Linked DNA regions of Capra hircus: region 2 is linked to region 1. The links are chromatin contacts, called in public Hi-C maps. All regions are on one chromosome and are shown on one strand. The core of a region is the stretch at or near the end of the contact, and the rest is flanking DNA. Distances in the headings are between cores, read along the strand shown.

The links. A called contact is a pair of places that touch in the nucleus more often than the background predicts.
Region 2: a Hi-C map of blood shows a contact between it and region 1, with 5 times the contacts expected there. The contact joins two enhancer-like sites. A contact is called at or near these places in 2 of 5 Hi-C or Micro-C datasets (both in blood).

What each region holds. Positions count from the first base shown.
Region 1 is chr25:9,942,973-9,949,958 of ARS1.2, forward strand. LOC102173909 reads right to left here. Exons shown (of 37, transcript XM_018039861.1): 19 at 4,962-5,083; 20 at 4,290-4,430; 21 at 2,698-2,811; 22 at 2,463-2,591; 23 at 1,665-1,826. Among named protein-coding and RNA genes, the nearest start is that of RMI2, 73 kb to the left of the region's middle. Within about 2 kb of position 1,684, at least 1 of the 5 cell types and tissues checked has an H3K27ac peak or open chromatin away from gene starts, as enhancers often do.
Region 2 is chr25:10,213,170-10,220,034 of ARS1.2, forward strand. No RefSeq gene overlaps it. Among named protein-coding and RNA genes, the nearest start is that of SNN, 31 kb to the right of the region's middle. Within about 2 kb of position 3,767, at least 1 of the 5 cell types and tissues checked has an H3K27ac peak or open chromatin away from gene starts, as enhancers often do.

The DNA of each region.
Region 1 (6,986 bases), core at 434-2,933:
AAGAAAGGGGGATGTTGGCGGTCAGGGAGGCACAGGAGCACAGCTTCCTCTTGCTAGGCCCTGGTCCAGGCGGCAGCCCCTCACGCCAGGACAGTCACAATAGCCTGTCCCAGCCTCCACTCCTGCCCCACCCTAGAGCCCCTCCTCCATTTCACCTTAAAAAAAACATGCAGATCAGACACTGTCCCCATGCTCAAAGCCTCTGTCTTCCCATTGTGCCTGGAGGAGAAGCCGGTCTCCTTGGCAGGTCCTGTGGACGTGCATTATCTTCCTAACCTCACCTCCTTGCTCTCTCTGTAAAAGCCACCCTGTGCTCCTCAAACACCCATCAGCATGCTCCGGCCACAGGGCCTTTGCACTGGCTGGTCTCACCACATTCTGCATTCGTCCCCTCTCCCTGCTTCGTTCTTCCATAGCATTCACTACCCCTGTCTTGTTCATCTTCTACCCACGGGACTCAGCTTCGGGAGGGCGGGCACCTGGTCCGTCCCTTTCACCGTCCTTGTCCCTGCACCTAGAACAGAGCCTGGCACAAGAAAGACCCACAAATGCTCTCTGAATGGATGGACAGATCGGGGGCTGGCAACTTCGGCTCATTGGCCAAATCTGGCTCACCGCCTGTTCTTGTAAATACGTTTTTATTGGGACTGGCCATACCCCTTCATTTACACGTCCTCCACGGTGGCCTTCTCGGCAGAATGGCAGACTTGAGTGGCTGCAACAGAGCCCATATGGTCTGCAAGACCTGAAATGTTTACTGTGACTTCCCTGGTGGCCCAGTGGTTACGAATCTGCCTGCCAACGCAGGGGACACGGGTTCAGTCCCTGGTCCGGGAAGATCTCAGTTGCCACAGAGAAACTAAACCTGGGCCCCGCAACTGCTGAAGCCCTGGTGCCTACAGCCCAACGCTCTGCAACAGAAGCCACCGCAGGGAGAAGCCCGAGCACCGCACCGAGAGCGGCCCCCGCTCGCTGCAACAAGAGGAAGCCCTCACGCAGCGACACAAACAAAGACCAAAGCCCCAACACAAACAAAAGTAAATTGTTTAAGTAAGTAAAATATTCACTACCTGGCCCTTTGGAGGAAAAGTTTGTGACCCCTGGGACTGTTAGAGAGATGAGAGGGTGTGGGGGATGGGAAAGGGGAAGGACGGATGGAAGGGAGGAGGCTGGAGGACTGGGAGGATGAAGGAGTGGATGGATGAACGGGAGGATGGATTGGAGGGTGGGTAAGTGGCTGGCTGGCTGGATGGCTGGCTGGCTGCCTGGATGGCTGGAAAGATGGGTAAAAGGTGGGTGGAGGAAGGCAGAAAAGACCAATCAACTAGCTAACAAACCCAGGGGAATGTTGGGGGATAGGGGTCCCAACTCCTCCCTCTAATAACAATGAAAACAGCAGCTTGGTTTACGTGTCGAGCACTTTCCCGGAGCCTCACCTTAAATCTCCCCATCACCTCACCTGCTGGAACCAACCGTGTCTCCCATCCCTCAGATGAAGCACCAGATGCTCAGAGAGGAGAGAGCCCTGCCCGGGGCTGCCTGCAGGCCTGTGCAGACCCGTGATGACGGGACCCAGCTCCCTCACTCACACCCCTGCCCTGGGTGGGCACCTTCCTCTCTCTTCACCCCTGGGTCCCTGGGCCCTTCCCCAGGGACAGACTCACCCTGGGCAGGTGGCAGAGCCCCAGCTGCAGGGAGTGGCGCAGCCAGTGGGCATGGTCCATCTCCACGTCCCCCTGGAAACTCTGTGTGGAGCAGGGGGCCCCGAGGACATGCTCCAGCACGGTCTCTGCATGGATCCTGTCTGGGAGGGACGGCTGGCGCCTCTGGAAGGAAGAGGGCATCTTGGGATGGGGGCTCATCCCAGAAGAGAAGGAGACCCTCACGAGAGGAGAGGAGGTGCCAGGAACCCCATCAGAGCCCTGGGCAGCCCCACAGAGGGCGTTTACACTCCGGGCAGGACCTCTGTTGGGAGACGGAGGGGCTGTGGGCCTTGGAAACCCGGAAGGGACAAGGGCACTTCCAGGCCAGCTGCCCTCATCTCTCCGTGGCCCAGCCCCTGCCCCAGGCTCTGCAGAGCAGCACTCAGTCCATCAGGAGCCCTGGGCAGATGGTGACGCTGGCAAGACCTTGACCCTGACACCTCTGGGAACCTGAGCTCCCCACCTCCCCCTACCCCTCTCCGGCAGCCCACTGGGCTCACCCACTCCTCTGTCTGCTCCCTGGGAGTGCTTGCCTCATGCTGGGCACCTTGCTTTCCTGACCTCCCAGCGCTTTCACGACATTATAGTCAGGGAAGGATACTTGTACCCATTTCACAGATGAGAAAACCAAGGTTCACAATGGAGAAATGCATTGCCTGGGGCCCCCCAGCACAATGAGCACTTATACCCAGGACCCTATGGCCCCAGAGCCAGGCACTTTCTGCAGCCAGTGGGGCTACCCAGCTCCCCAGGCCTCACCTCGTACGTCAGGTTCTGCCGCACCCGGCGTCCATCCCAGGACAGATCCAGCCACTCGCTGAGCACAGCTGGGGTCTGCGTTAAGGCCCCACAGGCCCTGAGGGCGCCCAGGCCCCAGGTGTCCTGGAGCTGACGGGGAAGAGGATGGTGGATGTGACTGGGGCGCAGGGGGGCAGCACAGGGCCCGGGGTTTGGGGGAGCCTGGTGCCGGGTTGGAAGGGCAGGCAGTGCGTACCTGCCCCGGGGAAGCAGCCACGCAACCATCCCAGGAGGCGCTCTGCGCCGAGGACCTGTCGGCCCAGGTGAGCTGCAAGGCCAGCGGCTGCCCTCCGTTCCAGGCAAGCTGCACCTGCGTGGAGACGCGGCCAGTGGCAGGAGGACGGGAGAAGTGGGGCGGAGGAGAGGCTGAGGTCCCCCCATCTGTGTGTCAGGGTGGGGAGGGAAGAGGGAGGGAGAGGTGCAGAGCCTGGGCGGGGGGAGGTGGAGAAGCTGGTGGTCCCCTTGCCCACCCTCTAGGGGATGGAGGTGGCAAGCGGGAGTTGAGACAGACTTCTCTTCTGGCTCATGCCTGTAAGAGCGCAGAGCCACGCTCAGACTGCAGACCTGAAGTGTTTACTGGGTGGAAAAATCCCCATTCTCAACACATTTCCCAGGACAGGGAAATCTGAGCCCCTCACTGGGGCCTGTGGGTCGAAGCCCTAAGCCGCAATGTGACAACATCAGGAGGTGTTGGGAGGCGATTAGGGTTAGATGGGGTGGGGTTGGGGGGGTCACGATGGGATCCATGCTCTGTAAGAAGGACCCCACAGAGCTCACTCCCTGACATGTGAGGACACAGAGAAAAGGCTTCAGACCAAGAAGAGGGCTCTTACCAGAACCTGACCATGCTGGCCCCTTGATCTTGGACTTCTAGCCTCTAGGCTGTGGTTTAAGCCACCCAACCTGTGATGTTTTGCTATGGCAGCCCCGAGCTAAGACAGCGGGTCTGCCCCCTCACCTGACCTCAGCTCTCCCCCCTCACCAGCCCCCACCCCATCATTTCCTCCGTGCTGGTCTTAACTGCCTCTGGCTCCTCCTGAAGCTCCCAGCCTGTTCCCACCTCAGGGCCTTTGCACTTGCTGCTCCTCCAGCTCGTCCGGGCTCCCCTTCATCCACGGGTCCTCAGCTGACAAGCCACCTCCTCCATGAAGCCCTCTCTGACCACCCCATCTAAAGTCCCCTCCCTACCGGACTCCAGTGACTCTCTCTCTTAGTACCCTCCTTACTTTCTTTATAGAGCTTATCACAACTCTTAATTTTTTATTCACTCATTCTCTTGAGTTTTGGTCTTTTTGCCTGGCACACACTGGCCTACCGTCTCCCATTTCATAGGAAAAAAAAAAAAAAAAACCCTGAGGCTTAGAGAGGTGCTGAAGATTGCCCAAAGCCTCCCAGTCAGATGCAGAGTCCAAGCTGCCCTGTGTGAACCCCTGCAGTGACCAGCTAAACAAACCAGCGCATCAGTGATGAACCAGACATGCTCGTGAACTGCTCCTCCCACTAATATGTGAGCTTTATCCATGCAGGGACTACGCCTGCACCTCAACATGTCCTGGAACACATTAGGTGCTTAACGCAGTCCCAGTGAAGGAATGAGTGCATGAAGGGCCCCCTGGGGTTCCAAGCTTCAGGACACTGTGATCCCAGAGGCGTCCTTGTCTCTGATGAACAAACAAGATCCTCCTCCCCCAAACGTGGTCCCAGATGTCCCACCCGTGGCCTTAGCCATGCGGCTCACCCACCCCCAAGAGCCGTCTACCCAGGGCCCCGCGGCTGCTCCCTGCTCACCTGCCGGCTCTGCCTGCCGCCTCTGCTCTCAGCAAGGCCACTGGCCTCGGCCCGCCACCAGGAGAGGCTGAAGGGGTGAACCAGGGCCAGGCGGGCGGCCAGCTTGCCCTTCTCCCGCCGCAGAGAGGAGGACAGCGCCACCTGGGGAGGGGACAGGCTGAGCGAGAGGCCTCCCCCAGAGAGGCCCTCCCCAACCTCCCAGCGCAGGTCACCTCCTTCATCACGGTCAAGGGAGTGAGGGCTGCTGTCCCACCACTAGGGGAGGTCCTCTGGGAGCTTCAGCCCATTTTTCAGAGGAGTAAGTTGAGGCTTGGAGAGCAGCAGATAGGGACAAGCATATGACGGAGAGCGGACTGGGGGTTAGAGGCATTTCATGGATCTGAATCCCAGCCCTGCCTTTCAGTAGCTCCATTCCCCTCTGAGCTTCAGTTTCATCTATGAAACGGGGCTGGGCTGCTTGGCACACAAGAGGCTGTCGCTATGCGTCAGCCGCTGGTCTTCCTGTTATCATCCAGGTGGTGCTGGGACCCAGGCTCCCTCCTCCCCGCCAGTGCTCTTCCTGTGGTCCTTTGGGGACTGGGGCTAAGCCCGGTTGGCCCCATAATGCTCCTCGGGCAGGGCAGGGCCCCGAGTGTCCCGCTCAGGCCACAAGGTGGGCTTCCCGGTGCCTACCTGGTCCTTGCCGTCCCAGCCCACAACCAGGTCATCCTGGTGATGGCGTGTCGAATGCTCGGAGGTCAGGCGGAAGCTGCAGTGCCGTGGCAAGGGCAGGGGCAGCAGGTGGGTGAGCTCCACTGGGCAGGGAGGGGCGTACAGGGAGGGGTGGGGGCATCAGCTTGAGGCCAAGAGGGGGCCAGGGGCCACTTTGGGGCCACACATGCATGTAATCTGCACAAAACTCAGAAGCTGTCCCCTCTCTTGGTCCCCATGCCACTCAACAGTCCATCAGCATCCTCATGAGAGCCCCATGCCAGGACTTCTGCAAGGAGGCCTTGTATCTCCTCCATCAAGAGGTGGAATTTGTTGCCTTGGCCCTGGAACCTGGGCTGGCCTCGTGACTGGCTTATAGAATTTGGTGAAGTTGACACTGCGAAACCCCAGCTTCGGCCTTAAGGCTTCAGCTCCGTCTGGCTCTCTGGGACCCCTGCCCAGCCATCATGAGATTAAACACAGGCTGGCCTGCCGGACGCTGACGCCACACAGAGGAGAGCCTGGATGTTTCAGCAGAGACTGTCCCAGACCAGGTGACAGCCAACCAGCCCCCAAACAAGTGAGAAAGTGCAGCTGAAATCAGCAGCACCACCTATCCAAGTTAGGGCCTGACCCTGATGCGTGAGCAAGACCAGAGAGCTGCCCACAGGCTCATTAGCAGTGATGAATTCTTACTACTGTAAGCCACTGAGTTTGGGGTCATTTGTTACACAGCAGTAGCTGACAGATATGCCTTCCAATATCACTCTCGGGTCCCTCACACACACGGTTACCCCGGCCACTTTGAATGCTCCACATCCGCCTGGTCACACTCAGCTGCTCCGTGCTCTTGTTCCACCCCGGGGTACGACACGGCCCATTGCTGAGACCTCCTTGCCCTCGATTTTCTTCCTTCATCTCTGAAGCCTGAGTCTAGCTGCCCTGACCTCCAGCGCTGTCTGACTCCAACCTATAAGGCCACCAACAGCTCCGGCCTTCCTAGACCCCCCAGAGCAGGAGTCCACCTGAGACTCCACTGCAGACAAAGACCACCTCTGAACCCTCTGGAAGGGGGCTGTCGCTACATGGACCCTGGGGAGCTGTGCCCAGAGGCAGTGGCTCTAAGCTGGTCACCAGTCCAGGAGTACTGACCACATGCAGAGGCGCTACCCCTCACTCCCCCTGCCCGACCCGCTGCTTCCTGCACCCAGTAATCACACAGCAGGGTCCACAGGCTGCTCAGCCCATCCATGGGCCCCCTGAGCGTGCACATGCTCATGCACACACAGAGGTATGCACAGCAAACACTGCTTGGCGTGCTGAGGATCCTCTTTCTCTTTGCTTTGCAGGGCACACATGTGGCAACCCTGACCCTGGGGAACCCCACTGGGCCACCCACCAAGCCATGCCCGCCCCGGGAGAGGGTCTGCACTGCGTCTCCCGCTTGGCAGGCCAGCAGGTCAGTTTCTGCTCTGTGTACTCAGACTCCTCAAACACAAATTGACAGCCTGTGTGTCTGCAGGGCCCTTGGGGATGGGGCTGTTTCCTGGAGGGCCTCAGGGGGTCACGGGTGCCCTCGCTGGGGCCACACTCACCTCCCCTGCCAACCTGCCGTCTGTCAGCCTCAGCTTGCAACCCCTCGGGGATGCAGGGGTTGACACATCTTCCACATGCTAACCTTGCCCTCCTGTCTTATCACACTCAGGAAAAACCCCAGCTCCTTGTCAGAGGCTGAGACCCTGTGTGTCCTGGCTCCCCTAACCTCTCCCACCTCATCTCCTCCCCTCTGCTCCTCCCATCAGTCCACTCCAGCCACAAAGCCTGTTCCCACCCCAGGGCCTTTGCACCTGCTGTTCCTCCTCTTGCACCCACGATGATCTCCCCAGAGCTTCACCTTCTTGTCACTCGGAGCTCAGCTTGAAAGTCACCTCCTGAGAAAAGCCTTCCCAGACCACCCACCTGGAGGAGCTCCACCCCTCCTCCCCCCAAACCAAACCCTGCTTGTTT
Region 2 (6,865 bases), core at 2,517-5,016, 270 kb after region 1:
CAGCTGTGGTTTTCTTTTACCGTTTCTCACTTTACCCTCATTCTCCAGGCCCAACTTCTCATGTGTCTTTGGCAAAACAAGAAATATACAGAGTCTGAATTCCTTCTTAATCTGGACTTACTCCGTTTCAACTCTTGTCCATTCTGAGATGAAGACCTTCCTTCTGTTATGGATCCCCTTTCTTTTGTGAAACAATGGGGGAGTGGAAGTGGTTGTGAGATTTTTAATGTCTTCATTAATCAAAATTAAAAATTAGCCATCCTGGCTTCCCTGGTGGTCTAGTGGTTAAGGTTTTGCACTTCTATGGCAGGGGACATGGGTCTGATCCTGGATTGGGGAACTTCCCCAGGCCACCAGGTCCATGTGGCAAAAGAAAAAAAATAAAAATAAAAACCAGCCAACTCATGTCCCTCCTTAAATTTTAAAAATCAACTTTAAATTTTAGTTTCAGACTTGGAGAAAAATGGTGAAAGCAACACAGAGAACTTATATCCAGCTTCCCCTGTTACTAACATTAATAGATTTTTACTTACCAAAGTCTGTGCTTTATTCTAATTTACTCAAAGTCTTGATCTGTTCCAGAAGCCTGTCCGGGACACCACATTACATGTAGGTTGCTCTGGGCTGTGACAATTCCTGACTTTCCTGAGTTTTTGATCACCTTGATTCTTTCCAGGAATAATTGTCAAGTCCCTCAACTGCGGTTTGTCTGACTGTCTCATGACTTCTCTGTCCACTCAGTAGTTAAGACTCCCTGCTTCCACTGCAGGGGGCACGGCTTAGATCCCTGGCTGGGGAACTAAGATCCTGCAAGTCCCATGCCTCACCTCCAAAAAAAGAGACGAATGTAGTCTGTGTTTTGGGAGGAAGACCATAGAGGTGAAAGGGCATTGTTAACACAATCACGTCAAGGGTACATGCCCTCAAGATGACATATCACTGTTGGTGGTGACCTTGAACATCTGGCTGATTGAGGTGAATTATCTGGAATTCTTTTGTGTGTGAAATTCATCTCTCTGATATTTTGTTTTTGTTCAGTCACTCAGTTGTGTATGACTCTTTGCAACCCCATGAACTGCAGCATGCCAGGCTTCCCTGTCCTTCACTATCTCCCAGAGTCTGCTCAAACTCACTCATGTTCACTGAGTCAGTGATGCCATCCAACCATCTCATCCTGTCATCCCCTTCTCCTCCTGCCTTCAATCTTTCCCAGCATCAGAGTCTTTTCCAGTGAGTCAGCTCTCTGCATCAGGTGACCAAAGTAGTGAAGCTTCAGCTTCACCATCAGTCCTGTCAACGAACACTCAGGGTTGATTTCCTTTAGGACTGATTGGTTTGATCTCCCTGCTGTCCAAGGGACTCTCAAGAGTCTTCTCCAACACCACAGTTCAAAAGTATCAGTTCTTCAGCACTCAACCCTCTTTATGGGCCAACTCTCACACCCATACATAACTACTGGAAAAACCATGACTCTGACTAGACAGACCTTTGCTCTAAAGTGATATCTCTGCTTTTTAATACGCTGTCTAGGTTTGTCATAGCTTTTCTTCCAAGGAGCAAGCATCTTTTAATTTCACGGATGCAGTCACCGTCCACAGTGATTTTGGAGGCTGAGAAAATAAAGTCTGTCAATGTTTCCCTTTTACCCATTTGCCAGGAAGTGATGGGACCAAATGCCATGATCTTCCTTTTCTGACTGTTGAGTTTTAAGCCAACTTTTTCACTCTCCTCTTTCACCTCCATCAAGAGGCTCTTTAGTTCCTCTTTGCTTTCTGCCATAAGGGTGGTGTCATCTGCATATCTGAGGTTATTGATATTTCTCCCAAAAATCTTGATTCCAGCTTGAGCTTCAACCAGCCTGGCATTTCAAATGATGCACTCTGCATATAAGTTAAATAAGCAGGGTGACAATATACAGCCTTGACGTACTCTTTTCCCAATTTTGAACCAGTCCGTTGTTCCATGTCCCATTCTAACTGTTGCTTCTTGACCTGCATACAGATTTCTCAAGAGGCAGGTAAGGTGGTCTGGTATTCCCACCTCTTTAAGAATTTTTCAGTTTGTTATGATCTACAGTCAAAGGCGTAGTCAATGAAGCAGATGTTTTTCTGGAATTCTCTTGCTTTTTCTATGGTCCAACGGATGTTGGCAATTTGATCTCTGGTTCCTCTGCCTTTTCTAAATCCAACTTGTACATCTGGAAGTTCTCGGTTTACGTACTGTTGAAGGCCAGCTTGAAGGATTTTGAGCATTACTTTACTAGTATGTGAGATGAGTACAATTGTGTGGTAGTTTGAACATTCTTTGACACTGCCCTTCTTTGGGATTGGAATGATAACTGATTCAGTCCTGTGGCCACTGTTGAGTTTTCCAAATTTGCTGGCAGACTAAGTACAGCACTTTAACAATATCATCTTTAAGGATTTGAAATAGTTCAGCTGGAATTCCATCACATCCACTAGCTTTGTTCGTAGCGATGCTTCCTAAGGCCCACCTGACTTCACATTCCAGGATGTCTGGCTCTAGGTGAGTGATCACACCTTCGTGGTTGTCCGGGTCATTGGGAGCTTTTTTGTATAGTTCTGTGTATTCTTGCCACCTCTTCTTAATATCTTCTGCTTCTGTTAGGTCCATACCATTTCTGTCCTTTATTGTGTCCATCTTTGCATGAAATGTTCCCTTGGTATCTCTAATTTTCTCGAAGAGATCTCTAGTCTTTCCCATTCTATTGTTTTCCTCTATCCAAAGCCCTAATTCTGGCTTCACCACTACATACTGTAATTGGCCCAAAGGGATTTGCCAGAGAGAGACAGAGCCCCCTCTATGTGCCAGGCCTGTGTGGGTAATTTTTATTCCACACAAAAGGCAGCTTTTTCACAAAATGGGGTTCAGTCTCCTCAATTTACAGACAAGGCTGAGAGAGGGGCATGGAGCCCTGGGTCACACGCTGCTGAGTGGTAGCTTCAGGGTTTGAACCCACTGGCTTCTCACCTTCCTTCCCACCCCTGCGTTGGGCTCACTAAACCTAATTGCTGACGAGCAGGAAGAAACCCAGGCCACAGAGCAGAGCACTTATACCAGTCTTGATCCCTTTCCTCTACCCTGGGCCCCCACACACCAATGAGAGACATGCCAGGCAAGAAACTTCAGCGGCTGCCGCTCTGGAAATCCTGAGTTAGAAAACGGAAAAGAGGGGAGATGAACCACAGGATGCCCGGGCTTGAAGGGTGCCTGCCACCTGGTGTCGCCCCTCCCTCACCGCCCTTTCTATACAAGGCCTCGTGGGCGCCCACCCACTGGAAGAAGCCTGGACATTTCTTCCCGGGAGTCTTGGCTCACTCCGTGGACCACACCCCGAGGCTCCTCTCCATCACTCTCTGGCCTGCTGCTGCTGCTGCTGCTAAGTCGCGTCAGTCGTGTTCAACTCTGTGCAACCCCATAGACGGCAGCCTACCAGGCTCCGCCGTCCCTGGGCTAGCGGGACTGGACTGGGTGTCGGTGAAACCAGGGGTTGCTACTCCTAAGGGAAAGTCTGGGGGTCCTGGACCCCATTCTTGACCTCCAAGCTCCCTCTGGTGCTCTCAGATCTGGGAAACTCAGTTCAGTTTTCCAAGCGGGAGCAGTGGACTAGGCAGCATTCTGAGACGCTGATTCACCCCTTGGGAGACCCTTTCCTGCTCTCTGGTTGTGGGGTCCCTCCTCCGTAAACCGTGGGTAAGAGCTGACTCCCCCGCCCAGGCTGCCCAGTCCTCCACCGGCAACCCGGATGCCGCTGGCCCGGTCGCCCGTGACCACAGCGCCCCCTTCTGTCTGGGTGCCTCTCGGCCTCGGGGCACGTCCCCTGCTCTCAGTCTCCCCCTGCAGATCATTCCTGGAAGGGCAACACGGTTGAAAGCCACCCAGAAAGAGACCAGAATTAGGTTTCCAAAGGGGCACTCCAGGGTTTCCATTCCGGCTCTACCACCTGCTAAGGGAGCCTCAATGTGCCACTGAACCCCTCAAAACTTAATCCAATGCCTTGTCATTTATAAAAGACATACAAACAGGTGAGGAGGATATCCATGCCTCTCTGTGGCAACATTTGCCCAGGAAATTATTTGCTCCAGCCTTGTCCACTCAGCGTCCTCAATGCTGAACGTCCACCACCCATCCCTGATCCTCAGCCTCGCTCCTGCATCACTGCTGAGGCCTCCCAGTGGCCTCCAGGCTCCACTTTAATCCACCCTCCCAATGGCAGCCAGGGTTCTTTCTAAAAATACAGATCTCATGAGTCACTCTCCTGGTTGCCATAGTCAGTGGTCCTCTGTCAGCCTCAGGATAAAGTCACACCCTCCACGGTATTCAAAACCTCTTCCCTCATACCTGTCAGAATGGCTATTAACAAAAAGACAAGAGATAACAAGTGCTGGTGAAGGACAGGGAAGCCTGGCGTGCTGCAGTCCATGGGGTCACAAAGAGTCAGACACGACTGAGCGACTGAACAGCATTGAGTGCTGCGAGGGTGTGGAGGAAAGGGAACTCTGGTGTGTAGAGTGGGAATGCAACTTGGTGCAGCCACTATGGAAAACAGTATGGAGGTGCCTCAAAACATTAGAAATACCGTATGATCCATCAATTCCACTCCTGGGTATATATCCTACGGAAATTAAACAGCTATCTTATAAAGATATCTGCATGTTCATTGCAGAGTTACTTACAATAGCGATATGGAAACACGCTAAGTGTCCACTGATGGATGAATGGATAGAGAAAATGTGGTATCTATATACAATGGAATATTATTCAGCCATAAAAAAAGAATGAAACCTTGCCATTTATTACAACATGGATGGACCTTGAGGACATTATGCTAAGCAAAATAAGTCAGACAAAGAAAGAAAAAATGGTATGACCTCACTTTATATGCAGAATCTAAAAAAGCCAAACGATACAGAAAACAGATTGGTGATTGCCAGAGGTTAGGGGGTAGGGATGGGGAGGCATGAAATGGGGGAAGGGGGTCAAAAGCCACAAAGTTCCAGTCATGAGATAAATAAGTCCTGTGAATATAATGCACAGCATTGGTGATTGCAGTTAACAATCATGTACTATTATGTGTTTGAAAGTTGCTAAGAGGTGAGATCTTTAAGGTTCTCATCACAAGAGAAAACACTGCAAGGCAATGAATGTTAACTAAACTTGTTGTGATGTCATTTCACAGTATATGCACATATTAAATCATTGCTGCATACCTGAAACTATACATTTTATGTCAACTGTATCACACACACACACACAAAGCCTCTTAGACCTGGACCCTGTCTTGTCTCATGTACCATTTCTTTTTCCATCCCAGGCTCTTGCATACCATCCACTGGGACCTTCTGCACCCCCTCACCTTATGGCAATTCCTGCATCTGGGCCTTTGTGTGTATTCTTCTTGCTGCTGGAAAACCTTGCCTGTATCTCTGTTTACTATTTGTCATTCAGGATACAGCTCAACTGTCTCCACCACTGAAGTCTTCCTTCCTTCCTTCCCGCTCACTGCCGTGCCCAGAGAATGGGTTCTTCCTTCCCCTTGTCCTTCAGGTGTCTGCTCAGGGTCCGCCTCCTCCAGGAAGCCATCCCTGACCACTCCGTACCCCCAAGGTCCAGAGTTGGGATAGCGTGCCTTTGGTCTATTTCTTCCTGGGGACTGAGCTCTGTGAGGTCGGAGGCTGTGTCTGAGTACTGGGGTGTCTCTGGCACCCAGCCAGAGCCCAGCATGGAGGAAGTCAGCTGGGGTTTGGCGGACAGATGAATGAATACAGGAATGAACGCATGAAAGGTCTGAACAAGCGACTTCGAGCTGGTGATCACAAGGAAGAGCTCCTGAGTGCTACTCAGAGGACCCCTTGGCTTCCTGGGAGGAGACAGATCTTGGCTCCTTTGACCCCATCTAAGCTTCAGTGTCTCCACAGGCAAACTTGGGAAAATAGTAAATCATTACCCGAGTGGTTATAAGGATTGACTGGGATCACATTGCTACTGATGCTACTAGTTTCAACCACGAGAGTCTGATGTTGAAGTTCATGGGCCCTTTAGGTGCTGGCCTCACAACAGCATTTCTAGGAGGAAGTATCCAGGACACAGTGTTCAAGGTCTCCAATGCCCGCCCCTCACCACCGGCTATAACTCTTCTAGCTGAGCCCCAGACAGGCTTTTCCAGAGGCTGGGCTTTAGCCTCCCTCAGCCTCTGCAATCCTCCTGCCATCCCTCTTCCCCTGTGACATCCATCAGCGCCTGGCCAGCTGTCGTCCAGAGTGCCCACTTCCTCCACCAACCAGCCCCCCATCCATCACCACAGCCTGGGGGACTTCAGCCCAGCTGCAGCCATCAGTCCCTGCACCCCTCCTGGGGCTGGGGTTCCTGGCAGCCTCTCTGCTTAATCCCATCTCTAGAGATCCACAGCAGCTGGGTAGGGGCAGGTCTGGGGGGCAGGTCCAGGGTGGGGGGCCAAGGAGACCTTCCATTCCAGCTGTTGGAAGGTGACCCCTCCTGTTGAGTGAGCCCTTTAGCAGGCTACCCATTGAAAGGGGATTAGAAGCCCCATTTTCACAGCAGCTGACCTGTATTGAGCACTTCCTGTGTGTCACCTGTTAAGTTGCCAAGTTGTGTCCAAGTCTTTGTGACCCCACGGACTGCAGCGTGCCAGGCCTCCCTGTCCCTCACCATCTCTCGGAGTTTGCCCTAGTTCATGTCCATTGAATCAGCGATGATATCCAACCATCTTATCCTCACAGCCTCTTCTCCTGTGTGTCAGACCCTCTGCCAAAGGAGCATTCTTTGCCTCTGCTAATTTAATCTTCAAAGCAAAATAGAAACAACCCATGAGGTTGGTTCTGTT